Regions from separate parts of the Mus musculus genome. Here all the other regions are linked to region 1. Evidence: chromatin contacts called from public Hi-C and promoter capture Hi-C data. All regions are on one chromosome and are shown on one strand. Each heading gives the region's core, a stretch centred on a gene start, on an enhancer-like site or on the middle of the called end of the contact. The rest is flanking DNA. Distances are from core to core; before and after follow the strand shown. Region 1 overlaps Tex14 (testis expressed gene 14). Region 2 holds the start of Arl4d (ADP-ribosylation factor-like 4D). Region 3 holds the start of Rdm1 (RAD52 motif 1).

Region 1 (4,769 bases), core at 1,350-3,849:
AGGCGGTGGTGGCGCACACCTTTAATCCTAGCACTTGGGAGGCAGAAGCAGATGGATCTCTGAGTTCTGAGTCAGCCTGATATACAGAATGAGTTCCAGACCAGCCAAGGCTACACAGAGAAACCCTGTCTTGAAAAACCAATAGACAGATAGATAAAAAGTTAATTTCTTCTTTAATGTGTCAAATATTAACAATATTAACTGCTAACTGCTGAAGGCCTGCCAGTCCCCAGTATGATTCAGAATGCTTCCCGTATGATAAATACAGTTCATCGTCATCTCAGTTTTGTAAGAAGCTGAGGCTTAAGGAGACGAAAAGATTTCACCAAAGTGACAAGCAGTAAATAGAACCCATAGGCCAGGAATGGCTGCACACGTCTGTCATCTCAACACTTGGGAGGGAAATGAATAGGATCTGGAAATCAAGATTAGCCATCAACTACGTACCAAGTTTGTAGACACACACATGCACACAAGAGCTGGTAGGTCAGGAGGTGTGAAAAACCTGCATCTTGATAATATCTAAGTGCTAAGCACTATTTCTAAGTATTAAGTTTACAGAATCAGAGGTATAGAGGTGTGTAAAGGTCTCTACTAAAAAACAGACCACATTAGTATGAAGGAAAGAAACAACAACAAATATACAAAAGAAGGCCAGATTATGGGGCATGCAGAAAACAAGGTTGAAACACAGAGACTTAACATCTAGAGTTCAGTAGAGAAGGCTTCTCTTTGGAGGTTACATTTAAGCTAAAACTTGATGATTCAAAAGTAGCCATCCTGGGGGCTGGAGAGAGATAGCTGAGGGATTAAGAGTGAATACTGTTCTTGCAGTGGATCTGAGTTAGATTTCCCAGCGGAGCATCAGGAAGCTCACAACTAACTGTAATGTAACTCCAGCCCAAGTTCTCACACTCCTCTGCCCTCGCCCCTGCCCCACACAGATAATTTGAAAAGTCCTCAGGTGATGGTGAGACATGCATTTTAATCAATGCCAAGTCCTTCACAAGAGAACAAGATAGTCGAAATCTAGAGATCCAAATTTAGAAGGAGAAGACTTGAGAAGGAAGGTGCCAGCAGGAACCAAATAAATACTTCCAGAGCAAGTTTTCTAAACTGGATCCACAGGTGGTTCTATCTCACCCCCAGGGAGTACTGAGAACTACTGAGAACTGAGAATTTTTAGGCAAAGTTTCTACCACTAAGCATTCTGTAGCAATTTGTTTTGTTGAGACATTTGTTTAATTGCTCTTACCAGCACTGAAGTAATTCTGTAGCCTAGGCAGGCTTTGAACCTGTGCTCTTTCTGCCTTAGCATCCAGACAAATGGGATTATAGGCCTGTACCAACACTTCCCAATTCCTTTGCTTGATACAGAGCCTAACTACAGAGCTCATTTTGTAGCCACAGTTAGCTTTGAACTTAAGATCCTCTTGCCTTAGTCGGGCAGTGGTGGCACACGCCTTTAGTCCCAGCACTTGGGAGGCAGAGGCAGGCAGATGTCTGAGTTCAAGGCCAGCCTGGTCTACAGAGTGAGTTCCAGGACAGCCAGGGCTACACAGAGAAACCCTGTCTCAAAAAAAACCAAAACAAACAAAAAGTCCTCTTGCTTTAGCATGTACCACCATACAAATACATTTTGTGAAGGGAAGTCACTGAGAGATGGGAAGCTGTAGATAGCAGTTCTGAGACTGGCACAAGGCATCTCTGAGAGGCACCAGGCACTGCTAAAGAAATGGACAAACTCTGACTGTTCTAGAAGGTAAGTTCCTATGACTCATTAAGATGGGGGCAGGGTGAAGGAGAGACTTCAAAGGTAACATATTGGGGACATGTATCTCTCAGTGGTGGAGAGCTTGCTTGAAGACAGGACGAGAGACAGATTTATAACTGGAGGGAGGAAGCTTTTCAGAATGGGGAAAGGATTACTGAACTACTATAGTGTCTTATCTAACACAATCCTTACAGCAACCCCACATTATACTGTCACCACATGTCTCTAAGTCACAGAAAAACAAATTCAGGCTGAAAAACTGTTGAAGGGTTACCAGCTATTAAATAAGGAAAACAAAACCACCAACCAGAAGTAATTCTTCACCAAAGCAATCCCACACACACTTTCTAGAAAACAATAGAAGGAAAGTGTAACCTCTTCCCCCAGCCTGAAACCTGGCTGCTCAGGTTTCACTGTTAGCAGGAAGAGAGCATGGGGTGGACCTGCCGCCCTATCGTTCTGCCACTCCCACTGCTGCTGCCTGCCGCCTAGCTGTTCCGGAGCCAACACGTGGTCACCTGCAACTGGACTCCTAGGATGATTTGGCGGGAATGGGCCCCTCCCCCTTCTTCATAACCCCGAGTCTCTGAATAGTAAAATTGAACCTTGATCAGACTAATGTCTTGGTTCCATCCTTTCTCGGGCCGCCTAGTTCCCTCTTTTTCTTCCAGATTCCAAGATGCCTTCCAGGCTTGAACCCAAACATGTGAGCCGCTGGCCAGACTCAACAGGAAAGCAAGCAAAAAATTGCCAACGCTACAACAAAGCACAACAGCAAAGCCAGGCATTGCCTGCTAATGCTTCTGACATCAGCACTCAGGAAGCTGGGGCAAAGACGGCCACTTCAAGACCAGCCTAGACTTCCTTCACAGGTAGCCCTCTCCCTCTCCCCTTTCTTTCTAAATTTCCTTTCTTTAAGACAGGGTTTCATTTCTGTCCTAGCACTCACACTGTAGCCAAAGCTGGCCTTAAACTCACAGAGATCTGTCTACCTCTGTCTCTTGAGTACTGGGAATGAAGGCATGCACACCTTCCAAACAAATTAATTTGTAATATGAACCACTCAGACAATGTCTCTCCCTCTCAAAGGTTTCCCAAAGGAACGACCATCACATGTAAATGAACACTGCAGTAAAGCAACACGGAGGACCACCCAGCTCTGTGCTCAGAAGAGGATGCAGCATACGACCAGACACTTGGTATAGAAATGATTCCGGGCTGGTGAGATGGCTCAGTGGGTAAGAGCACCCGACTGCTCTTCCGAAGGTCTGGAGTTCAAATCCCAGCAACCACATGGTGGCTCACAACCATCCGTAACGAGATTTGGCACCCTCTTCTGGAGTGTCTGAAGACAGCTACAGTGTACTTACATATAATAAATAAATAAATCTTAAAAAAAAAAAAAAAAGAAATGATTCCTCGGGGCTGGTGAGATGGCTCAGTGGGTAAGAGCACCCGACTGCTCTTCCGAAGGTCCAGAGTTCAAATCCCAGCAACCACATGGTGGCTCACAACCATCTGTAACAAGATCTGACGCCCTCTTCTGGAGTGTCTGAAGACAGCTACAGTGTACTTACATATAATAAATAAATAAATCTTTAAAAAAAAAGAAAAAGAAATGATTCCTCAGTAACAAAAACACCCAAGGGCAGGGGAAGAGGATGTTCCCCTGAAGATGTTTTCTTGATTCAGTGTTTCAAAGACCCCTGTCAGCTTCAGTTCTTGAAGGTTTTCTGAATTCAGCTCAATTATTATTTCCTTCAGGAAATCTCAACTGACATACCACCCAAACTTGTTTAAACTGAACTTGTATATGCTTCCTGGCATATATATTTCAACTTCAAAGCTTTTATTACACCAGAGTTCTACGTGGTTTGTTTCAGATTAAATAATAGAAAGACGTCATAAAAATGCTATGTTATCGTGAATCTTTCACATAGTATATACACAGTACCTAAGAATGGTCTTTATGCTAATATGTGAGTGAAAAAGAGAAAAAGAGCAAATGAAAAGGAAATGCAGGCTGGTGAGTGACTCAGCTTTGAAGAGCACTTCATGCTCTTCCAGAGGGGCTGCGATTTTAGACCCCAGCACCCAGGTCAGGTGGCTCCCAATTACCTGTAACTCTGGCTTCACGAAGCCTGGATCATCTTCTAGCTTCTTCATGCACTCAAACATGGGAGGCACAGACTCGCAAACATATAGTAAATCTTTTAAAAATTAAAATTAAAAAAAGGTCGCTGAAGGCAATCTGACCTGCTCATGTAGATGCTGCCAAGTCACTCTTTATCTAATAGACAGATAATGTTTTACCATGGTTCTAGCTCCTACAAAATTTTACATAAATGAATTTTTAAAAGATTTCTTTAAAATTAATTTTTATTTTATGTGTATGAGTATTTCGCCTCCAAGTATGTCTGTGCCAGGTGTACTCAGAAGCAAAAAAAAGGGCATGTGATGTCCTGAAACTCGAGTTACAGACAGCTGTCAACCATCATGTGGGTGCTAGAAATCTGAGCTGAAGTCCTACCGAAGAAGAGCAGTCAGTGCTCTTACCCAATGAGCCATCTTTCCAGCCCCAGATTTCTATTTTATTATTTAAAGATTTATCTTTCTAAATTATCTATATGTGCATGTGCCTAAGTGTATATGAGTCAGGTGCCCATGAAATGTAGAGAGAGCACCAGATTGCTTTGAGCTGAAGTTACAGGTAGTTGGGAGACACCTGATGTGGAACTAAACTCAGGACTTCTGCATGAGCTGTGTGAGTACTGTGTGTTAGCAAGACAGTTGTGGTTCTTTCACCTCAGACCTCTGGGAGTTCAAAGACAGTCTGGTTTACCGAGCTAGAGCTGGTTCTGGTGAACCAGGGCTACACCCCCACCCCTCATCCACAACCACTCCCCGACCCCCACCCCCGTCCCCACCCCCAAAAAATGTTTTTTTTTTTTTTTTTTTTCGACACAGGGTTTCTCTGTGTAGCCCTGGCTGTCCT
Region 2 (4,769 bases), core at 1,469-3,968, about 14 Mb before region 1:
CTTAGTACGTCCTTAGTACAAGGGGAAAGAAGTCGGACTGACATGAACACTACTAGGGAAGCGCTGATGGAGCCAGAAAGACTCTTCCCGGTCCTGGGTAGAGCGAGACCTAGCAGTAGATACTTTGTCACAGGCAGACCTAGGAGCACCTGGTCTCAGGAGCAAGGGTCAGAAAGAGGAGCCATGACCCCTAAACTAGGTCAGGCAACAATAGTTTTAGGGGTCAATACCCTCCAGAATTGGCACCAGCCACCATATAAGTGCGTATCTAATCCGTGAGTGCTTGTTTTGTTCACTCGAGACAAACAACACCCCCCCCCTCACTCGAGACAAACAACACCCCCCCTTCCCCTATTCTCCAGGCAAATCCCAAACTCCACGGGGCTAGCTAAGGAAGGTGAGAGGAAGTTACCAGATCAAAACAAGAACCAGAATCATCCAGCTTTAATAACTTACAGGCAAATGATAAAAAAAAAAAAAAACCCAAAAAACAAACAAAATACAGTAATACAGAGGACACTCGAGGCTTATAAAAAGGGCCGGGGATCTACAATTGTGGGGAGAATTCTTGGCATTTTCACAGACACAGAACAGCTGTGAGAAGAGCAGCTGAGGAGACCCCTCTCCTCGACTGTGGAGATGTTCTCAATTCACCCCCAAATGCACTCTCTGGATAACCTTCTACACACCCTCCCCCTGCAAAGATAAAAATATATCTCCAAATAAAATGCCAGGGAAGGACAGGAGAGCCAGGGCCGAGGTAGGAGGTAGAGTTAGCATTTACATCTTTCTCCGGTCTTGCAGCCCCTCCCTACCCTCTTCAGGTGAAGGGCAATGAAGACACTTCATCTTCCCTCCCCCCTGCGGCGCACAGGGCCACCTATGCTCCTTCAGTCCTTTGCGGTGGACAGATCCAGCACCCAGGCTGGCTGAGAGGTCACGGGCCCTGCCTGACTATAATGTGTACTGACCCCCTAGCAGGTAGGGTAGGGGCAGCTTCGGGTCACCGTCTCTTCTTGCTCGACCGAGGTGCCTTCTTCCTCTTCAGGATCATTTCATACAAATGTTCCAGGCCTGGCTGCAGGCCCAGCCCGTCCACAGCACTGCAGCCCTGCACATGGGTGAGCGTGGCAGCTGCCAGCTCTCGGACCGCCAGCCTCTTCTCCACCTCGGCTGCACTCAGTGCCCCCGGTTGGTCCTGCTTGTTGGCCAGCACCAGCACTGGCACCCCCTGGTTGTCGGAAGCCTTGCTGATCCGGTGTAACTCCATTCTGGCTTCCTCTAACCTCTCAGTCTCTGCAGAGTCCACCACAAACACCAGTCCATCTGTCCGGCGGGTGTAGGAGCGCCACAGTGGCCGAAGCTTCTCCTGACCCCCAACATCCCACACTTGGAAAGTGATCCCACGGGAACCCCCCAGGGGCACGCGGATCTTCTCAGTATTAAAGCCCTTGGTGGGGACGCTCTGGACAAACTCCTTGAACTTGAGACGGTAAAGAAGGGAAGTCTTCCCCGCGGAATCCAACCCAATGACGACGACATGCAGGGCCTGGAAGTGCGGCAGAAAGGACGAGGCTGTAGGGGCCATTTCAGTCAAGTGGTTCCCCATGGTGAGCTAGGGTGCAGGGTGGACCTCAGGAGTAGGTCTGGGACTCCAGCAGAGGCCAAGAAGAGGAGACCTTAAAACGGCAGGTAGCACAAGCTGGGGTGTCTAAACAAGGCCAAAAAAGAAACGAGAAAGGTTTAGAATAAACGAATTTGCAACTTTTGGGTCCTTCCCCTAAACCTGCACCCTACCCTTCTAAATATTCCTTTTATTAAAACAAGGTTTGCCCCAGCAGTGGTGGAGCACACCTTTAATCCCAGCACTTGGGAGGCAGAGGCAGGTGGATTTCTGAGTTCGAGGCCAGCCTGGTCTACAGAGTGAGTTCCAGGACAGCCAGGGCTACACAGAGAAACCCTGTCTAGAAAAACAAAAAAGAAAAAAAAAAAGATTTTTAAGTGCCTCTTTTTCCAAAGTAAAGAAAAAATATTTTGTGCGTGTGTGTAAGCCACTCACAGCTTGAGTGTTAAAGTCAGGACAACTTACAAGAGTATGTGGGTCTCAGGAACCAATTAGGGTCCTCATGTTTTAGGGTAGGCGCTTTTAAACCATCTCCAATGCCTTTCTCCTTCCCCTCTTCTTAAAAATAAAAAATAAAAAAAGTAGCTACAGGTGTAACAAGGCGTGCTCCTGTCCCAGGGACTCCTAGGAGAGGCCCTGAGGTCAGAGAAACTCTCGGGCACTAGGATCTTCGAGGGTGCGGATCTTGCAGGCAAGATCCGAAGTAAGGTCGTTTCCCTGCACCCCTCTCCGAGATTGAGAGAAAGCAGAAGCTGTGCTCTCCACTCCCCAGAGGAGAAATCTCGCATGAAGGAGGCGGTCGGGCAGTGTGCCCAAAGTAAGAGCACCGATGTGGGTCGGGCTCCCACAAGCACCGCATACCCACAACGGTGGCACGCCCCTGCGGGCGCTTTGACCACCACCACACGGCCCTGCAACTCTCCAGCCAGCGGTCGACGCCCGCTCCCCTAAGCCCCGCAAGCCGGCGCCTTTGCATGGTCCAGACACCCTCCTTTACCTTCAGCCAGCCGCACTCTCCGCGAGCCACGCCAACCAGACACCGACTCGTCGCGTCTCAGCCACAGCGGACTTTGCAGTGCCGCTGCTCCGGTTCCTCGTTAAAAACCCTCTCGTGACGTCACACGACGCGGCCCAATCAGCGTCCCGGAGGCGGGGACTGAGCCAGCCTCTGCAGCCCCAGCCTGGAAATGGAGAGCTCGTTCTATCCGGAACCGCTTTATTTTAATCTTTTCTACCTTATTCAGTATTTGGAACAGAGCCTGGAACTCATTAGGGCTGGGAGGTGGGACAGACTAAAGGAACAGGCGTGGCTGCGCCTGACGAGAGCATGGAACGGAATGTCTAATAATGACACTACCCCATCCACTTGCCCTCAATCCGGCTGCCCCCCCCCCATACTTTCCTTCCACCTAAAGATCTGCTCGAAGAGATTCTGACATGTTTTCGTATCTTACCTCATTCAGTAGTACTCATTCAAGTCACTGTCTTCATCTAGTTTGCAAAGCAGTATTTACCTGGAGCTCTGATACAGCTGATTCATAATACTAAGCCCATTTAATGTATATAGGAGTACGGGGACGCTGACACACCAGAAGAGGGCATCGGATCCCCTTACAGATGGTTGTGAGCCACCATGTGGTTGCTGGGAAATGGATTCAGGACCTCTGCAAGGGCAGCAGTGCTCAGTGTCAGTTAAGCCAGTGGGTCAGTATATGCCCATGTGTTCAGTAGGAAATGTCAGATCTCCTGGAACCAGAATTAGAGACAGTGGTGACTGCCTCATATGGGTGCTGGGAACCGAACCTGGGTCCGCTGGAAGAGTAATAAGTGCTCTTAACCACTGAGCCATTGCTTCAAGGGATAAGGGGGTGGGGGGAGTATTTTTTGAGACAGGGTCTTTCTATATAACCCTAGCTATCCTGGAACTCACTATGTAGACTAGGGTGGCCTCATACACAAAATAATCCACCTGCCTCTGCCTTTAAGATTAAAGGCATGAAACCAGGCAGTGGTAGTGCATGCCTTTAATCTTGGGAGGCAGTGGCAGGCAGATTTCTGTGTTCGAGGCCATCCTGATCTACAGAGTGAGTTCCAGTACAGCCAGGGCCACACAGAGAAACCATCTCGGGAAAAAAAAAGGAAAAAAAAGGATTAAAGGCATGAGCCATCATATCCAGCTATATTTGGTTTTTTTGTGTGTGTGTTTTGAGATAGGAATCTCATTATGTAGCTCAGGCTATCCTGGACATCCTAACAATCTTTGGGCCTCAGCTTCCTGCATATAGAGCATGGAGGACCCCATTACCTCACAGTAGCATGTTAGGGACTGTTGTCTGTTTCTTACAGGTACAGAAAGCTGCAGATGGATAAAAGACTTAGTTATGATCACATTTAGGTCATATGTGGCTGAGCAAGATCTGTCTGAATTCAGTGCCAGGATGCTCACTGCTTGGCAATAGTCTTCTCATGGGGAGACTCTGGGGCGAGGCAGTCTTACGTTAGACAGCCAGCATTACACAGTGAGATGCTGTCTAAAAAGCACGATAAAAGAGACTTTAAAAGACAAAGTTCAACTGGGCATAACCACAGAGTGTTATCCCAGGTACTCTGGAGGCTGAGGCAGGAGACAAGACATGGATAACCTCTCTAGGCTAGATCATGAGTTCAAGGCCAGCACGAGCAACTTAACACGACCCTATTTCAGAAATACAGATGAACCAGTCATGATGGCGTAGCAGCAGAGAGTTTGCCCAGCATGCACAGACTCTGGGTTCTGCCCCAAGTACCTCAGTAATCAAACACAGCTCATTCCTCAGCACCAGCCAGAGTTCTAGGGCTACAGACACCTCAAGCCTCAAAGGTCACATTCCATAATGAGTGACAGACAGCGGCAGCTCAGGAAGACACAATTTTTTTTTTTTTTGTTTTTTAACAAATCATCAAATGGGGACTTCAGAGGGATTTCAGAGGGAAAGAATGGGTCACCTAGAAGTTTCTGAAAAGGTCTCTAGAAATGTAGCACTTGGGTGGGGCATCGTGCTTAGCAGTTAGTCGCAGTTCTGGTTGTCCTGAAGGGGAGGAGATGTTACAAAGGGCAAGGTGACCAAAAGGACAACAAGATTACCCTCAGTAAAAGCTACGCGTA
Region 3 (4,769 bases), core at 1,399-3,898, about 14 Mb before region 1:
GTCTATCAGCCATGTCTTACTAAATAGGCAAACACTGGAGAAACTAGGACTTGGCCAATGAACTGGGAGGAGCATTCCTAACTCTCAAGGCTAGACCAGGTCAAGCACATTGACTTATCCTCACCATAGCTGGCCCCTGACATAGCCTCCCCATAGCCCTGTAAAAGCCTCCTTGAAGTCTAGGATTACAATGTGCAACAGAGAGTGTTGTCAGTGAAAGATGCACACTGGTTTACCTTGATGATCCTTTTCGACCATCCACTGAAGCCAAAGTAGTAATTGGCCAGTTCCTGGCATCGTGAGCTGTTTAGAGCAAAGGCCTGATGCTGCAGTGCCTTGTGTCTGGTTCCAAGACGAACCTGCCATCCAGAGAGAGAGAGAGAAGAGAGACAGACAGAACAATTGGTAAAGAACTGTTTAGCACGCATGAAAATTTAAATTCAACCCCAGGACAGGATAAGCAGGGCATGGGGACACTCTCCTGCTGTCCCAGCAGTCAGGTAGAGAGGCAGGAAGATCAGAAGTTCAAGATCATCTTTCTCTGATCACAGCCAGTACAAGGCTAACCTGTGCTTAAAATAGTACCTGAATAGCTGAGCAATGAAATGATCTATCTTTACTTTCTATGCCAATCTGGCTACCTCTCCACCCACTTCCATGATACTTGCATATTATTATTGATCTGGCTCTTGAGACCCCTTCATAACTCCAATTCCCTCATCCACTTATTCTCACTTCCCAATAGTACCTTGAATTGTTTTTTTTGTTTTTTGTTTTATTTTTGGTTTTTCGAGACAAGGTTTCTCTGTATAGCCCTGGCTGTCCTGGAACTCACTTTGTAGACCTGGCTGGCCTCGAACTCAGAAATCCACCTGTCTCTGCCTCCCAAGTGCTGGGATTAAAGGCGTGCGTGTGCCACCACTGCCCTGGGAGTGCAAGTCTGGAGGCCAGAAGAGAGTGTGGGATCCCTTGGAACTGCAGTTACTAGAACTGATTGTGAGCCATCCTGTGCGTGCTAGAAATCAAACTTGTGCTCTTAATGACTGAGCCATCTCTCTAGCCCTGTAATCTGTGATTGTTAACATATCCTTCATCACTCTATCAGAACCTAAAGTTTATTAAATGATCTGTTTCAAGAGCACGGGAGACTCACCACTTTGTAATCTTCCCAGTTCCACATACAGTATCTAAATGGCTGAGATGTGGCCATAGGTTAGAAACATACCAATCAAATTCCTTAAAGAATGACTGGCAAGCAAATCACCTCAGGACCTGGAAGTGGGTGATCTAAGATAGAAAAAGGTCTTGCATCATGTATGGACGTAGAGAAAATTCACTTGGGGTCACTACTAACTGCAGTTCTCAGATTTAATCAAGGTTCAAGGGAGAAGAAAAGAAAAGCAATATGGGGGCTGGTGAGATGGCTCAGTGGGTAAGAGCACCCGACTGCTCTTCCGAAGGTCCAGAGTTCAAATCCCAGCAACCACATGGTGGCTCACAACCATCTGTAACAAGATCTGACGCCCTCTTCTGGAGTGTCTGAAGACAGCTACAGTGTACTTACATATAATAAATAAATCTTAAAAAAAAAAAAAAAAAGCAATATGGATAAGAATAAGAAGCTGGGTCAGCAGCAGGTTGATACATCAAAAGTGGCCAATCAGAAATTGAAAGGACAGGTGGTGGAATTGAGAAACATGGTGAGATGTGCTGAGGCTCTGGGGGAACGGGTTCTATGTTAATATGGAATGAAGGCTACAATGTACTAAAGGATGCTTTCCCCACCTCTGGAACCTGAAGGAAGTTCTATTTTACAGTGATGACAATAAAGCATCCATTATATTAAAACTGGCAGTTGGTCAAACACATTTTAAGTCCAAATAAAATAGAAAATGTTTATAAATAATGTAAATAATAAATGTAAATGTAACATACGACATGGGATTTTCATTGGAACTCTTGGGTTTGACCACAATTACTCTCATGATGAACCTTTTATCACCTAACCATCACCTAGGATACCTGAGGCCAGAGGATCAGTGAAAACGCATCTGGAAGCACCGGGTGAATCAGGGCACCACAGAGTCTCTAGCTACTCACTGCAGAACTCGGAACGTTATCCTGAAGCCTGCATTTGCACACACCTTCACTGGTGATGTCTGAAAAAGGGGTTTCCCATCGCAAGCCTTCTGGGCTCTCTGTGCGTCCCGCGAGGAGTAAAACTTGATGATGGCGTAGAAACCAGGACGAGCCACTGCAGCGTTCGGGAAGACTCGGACTGAATACAGAAGGCCAAACTGAGAGAACACTGTGAACAGAGAATGCTGTGGGAGGCCCACCAGTGAGTGCTGACCCCCTACCTCACTTCAAGCCCAGATCCCGCCCTTCTCCGCTGGAAGCACTCCCTTCACTGGGGCTTCATCTAAGGAGGAGACAAGCCCTCGCTGGCTCCCCGTTCCTCTGCGCCCACGCGGGGCCCACGCCTCCTGTCCCCCCACTCCCTTCCCCTGCCCTCTCCGCGCAGCCCCTCACACTTAAGGCTTCGGCTGGGGGCCCAGTGCTCAGATCCCACACCAACAAAACTTTGTCGCTCTGGGTGGGAACTACGAAAGAGATCAACTCCGCCATGGTAAAGCCAGTGCGCCTGCGCAAGCTACTACCGCGAAATTTAAACCCTCACAAGTAAAGGGCGGAGCTTAACGATTTCCTTAAAACTTCCCACAAAGCACATATTTAAAATGTTTCCACCCCACATTAGCTCCAGTGCTACACTCTTTTTTCTTTTTTTTTTTCCTAAGATTTATTTATTTATGTGGTTGCTGGGACCTGAACACAGGGCCTTTGGAAAAGCAGTCGGTACTCTTAACCACTAAGCCATCTCTCCAGCTCTGGCGCAAACGAGAACTCAGTTATCGTGTACACAACCCAATCAGGATACAAACTAACGAAAGTTAAGAAGAAGAAAACACAGACATATTTAAAAAGCTGGACTGCCCTACAATCACCATGCTCTGACTTTAAAACCAACTTTACTCCCCAGAGGGGGTGCACCGTTCCTGGAGGTACTGCAATACCAGGTCGATGCGTGGAGTGGACGGAGCAAGCTCCTATTCCAACTCCTACTTCCAAAAATCCATTTAATATATTGTCCTCGGATAGAGGACGTATCAGATATTAAACTGATAAGAACAGATACTACACTTGATCTTAGCCAAAAGGCCGAGAAGCGATACCGAACTACGCCCACACGCCCCATACACTCAACACCGACCACACCTTTAATTCACAGTCACCAACCAACCGACTCAAACATGCAGCCAACACAGACTCTCCTCTTCATTGAGTACACCACCTTTACGCCACGAAAAGCCTGTAAGATTCAAGGAGGCCGAGAAGTTTTGGTTGCAGTTTTTTGTTTTTGCTCCCAGAGTTCCACAGAGCAGTTATTTGCATGCCCCGCCCAAGCGCGCCGAAAGCTCGAACCTGGACTGCTTTTTCCGCTTCTGCGCTGTAGAGCGCAACCGGGGCGCAGAGGGGACGTATTGACCTTTCCCTGCGATACAACCAGGTTCTTCTTCGCAGTCTTTCAGACCACACCCACAACAAAAGGTCCTTGAGGAAAAGGGGCCTTTCGATTTTCTGCTTAATTTATTAGTTTACAGGCGATTCCGCTAGGCTCCTCCCTAGGATCAAGCAACCAGCTTATGGTGCTTCTTCAGGTGTGGTGATAACGACTGCTTCACCACTCCAGCTCTCTCTGTTCCCACGTGTTCCTTGCGGTCTCTGGCCCCAGCCCCCATTCTCTCCTTCTCTGTCCCCTGCTTTCTCTGCCCTCGTGACTCTGTTCCCCTCTGTCTGCCTATCTGTTCATCTACCTCAACCCCTTCTCCAAGCCCTCCCTCCCCTCTCTTCCCCCAAATAACTCCCCACCAGATCTGTTGCTTGGCGTCATTTCTCAAGGGGGCACTTTGGCATGGGTCAGCCAGGAACTCCCTAATCATATTAAATTTCATATCATACATTATCTAAAAATATATCGCTATTCTGTTTTGAGGCAGGGTCATCACGTTCTATAGATTGGAAGAAGATCCAGGTTCGATTCCCAACACCCGATGGTGGCTCACAGTTATCTTTAACCTTCGTTCTAGAGGAGCCAGCAGGAACACCTGTGGCATACATATTTACATGACGTATGTGTGTGTGTGTGTGTGTGTGGACATTCATACATAAGTAAATGTAAGAAAAAAATCTAAAAGGCACAAGAAGTGAATAAAATTTACAAAGCTCAGGAAGAAGCCGGGCGTGGTGGCACACGCCTTTAATCCCAGCACTTGGGAGGCAGAGGCAGGCAGATTTCTGAGTTCGAGGCCAGCCTGGTCTACAACGTGAGTGCCAGGACAGCCAGGGCTACACAGAGAAACCCTGTCTCGAAAAACCAAACAAACAAACAAACAAAGCTCAGGAAGTAAAAGCTTCAGGAACCTTCAGGAGTCATAATGCCCTCCCCCCAACCCCCGCCGGGCGTGGTCCCGCATGCCTTTAATCCCAGCAAGCAGAGGCAGGCAGATTTCTGAGTTCGAGGCCAGCCTGGTCTACAAAGTGAGTTCCAGGACAGCCAGGGCTACACAGAGAAACCCTGTAAAAAAGAAAAACAAAAAACAAACAAAGCCGGGCGTGGTGGCACATGCCTTTAATCCCAGCACTTGGGAGGCAGAGGCAGGCGGATTTCTGAGTTCAAGGCCAGCCTGGTCTACAGAGTGAGTTCCAGG

Evidence for each region. Promoter capture Hi-C pulls out the DNA fragments that hold promoters and counts their contacts. Hi-C and Micro-C count contacts between places; a contact is called where the count stands out from the background.
Region 2: a contact with region 1 is called in a promoter capture Hi-C map of cranial neural crest. The contact joins the promoter of Arl4d here to the enhancer-like site in region 1. A contact is called at or near these places in 10 of 39 promoter capture datasets (the C10 cell line, the HPC-7 cell line, cranial neural crest and 5 more), 8 of 484 Hi-C or Micro-C datasets (CD4 T cells, differentiating embryonic stem cells, embryonic stem cells and 3 more) and 2 of 115 datasets of contacts at active chromatin or transcription factors (acute myeloid leukemia and embryonic stem cells).
Region 3: a contact with region 1 is called in a Hi-C map of the G1E-ER4 cell line, with 9 times the contacts expected there. The contact joins the promoter of Rdm1 here to the enhancer-like site in region 1. A contact is called at or near these places in 7 of 39 promoter capture datasets (the HPC-7 cell line, cranial neural crest, embryonic stem cells and 4 more), 8 of 484 Hi-C or Micro-C datasets (B cells, the C10 cell line, the G1E-ER4 cell line and 3 more) and 1 of 115 datasets of contacts at active chromatin or transcription factors (CD8 T cells).

Annotation. Positions count from the first base shown.
Region 1 is chr11:87,451,136-87,455,904 of GRCm38.p6, reverse strand. The region is part of intron 2 of Tex14 (testis expressed gene 14); the gene reads right to left. Among named protein-coding and RNA genes, the nearest start is that of Rnu3b3, 4.9 kb to the right of the region's middle. Within about 2 kb of position 2,599, at least 43 of the 459 cell types and tissues checked have an H3K27ac peak or open chromatin away from gene starts, as enhancers often do. A contact at or near this core is called in CD8 T cells, the G1E-ER4 cell line and embryonic stem cells, where this site is marked.
Region 2 is chr11:101,663,490-101,668,258 of GRCm38.p6, reverse strand. It overlaps Arl4d (ADP-ribosylation factor-like 4D), which reads right to left and starts at 2,718. Exons shown (of 2, transcript NM_025404.3): 1 at 2,622-2,718; 2 at 427-1,711. The coding sequence starts at 1,609. The coding sequence ends at 1,004.
Region 3 is chr11:101,625,828-101,630,596 of GRCm38.p6, reverse strand. It overlaps Rdm1 (RAD52 motif 1), which reads right to left and starts at 2,648. Exons shown (of 7, transcript NM_025654.2): 1 at 2,533-2,648; 2 at 2,145-2,324; 3 at 237-359. The coding sequence starts at 2,628. It overlaps LOC115487916 (a small nuclear RNA gene), which reads right to left and starts at 3,231; the gene lies at 3,041-3,231.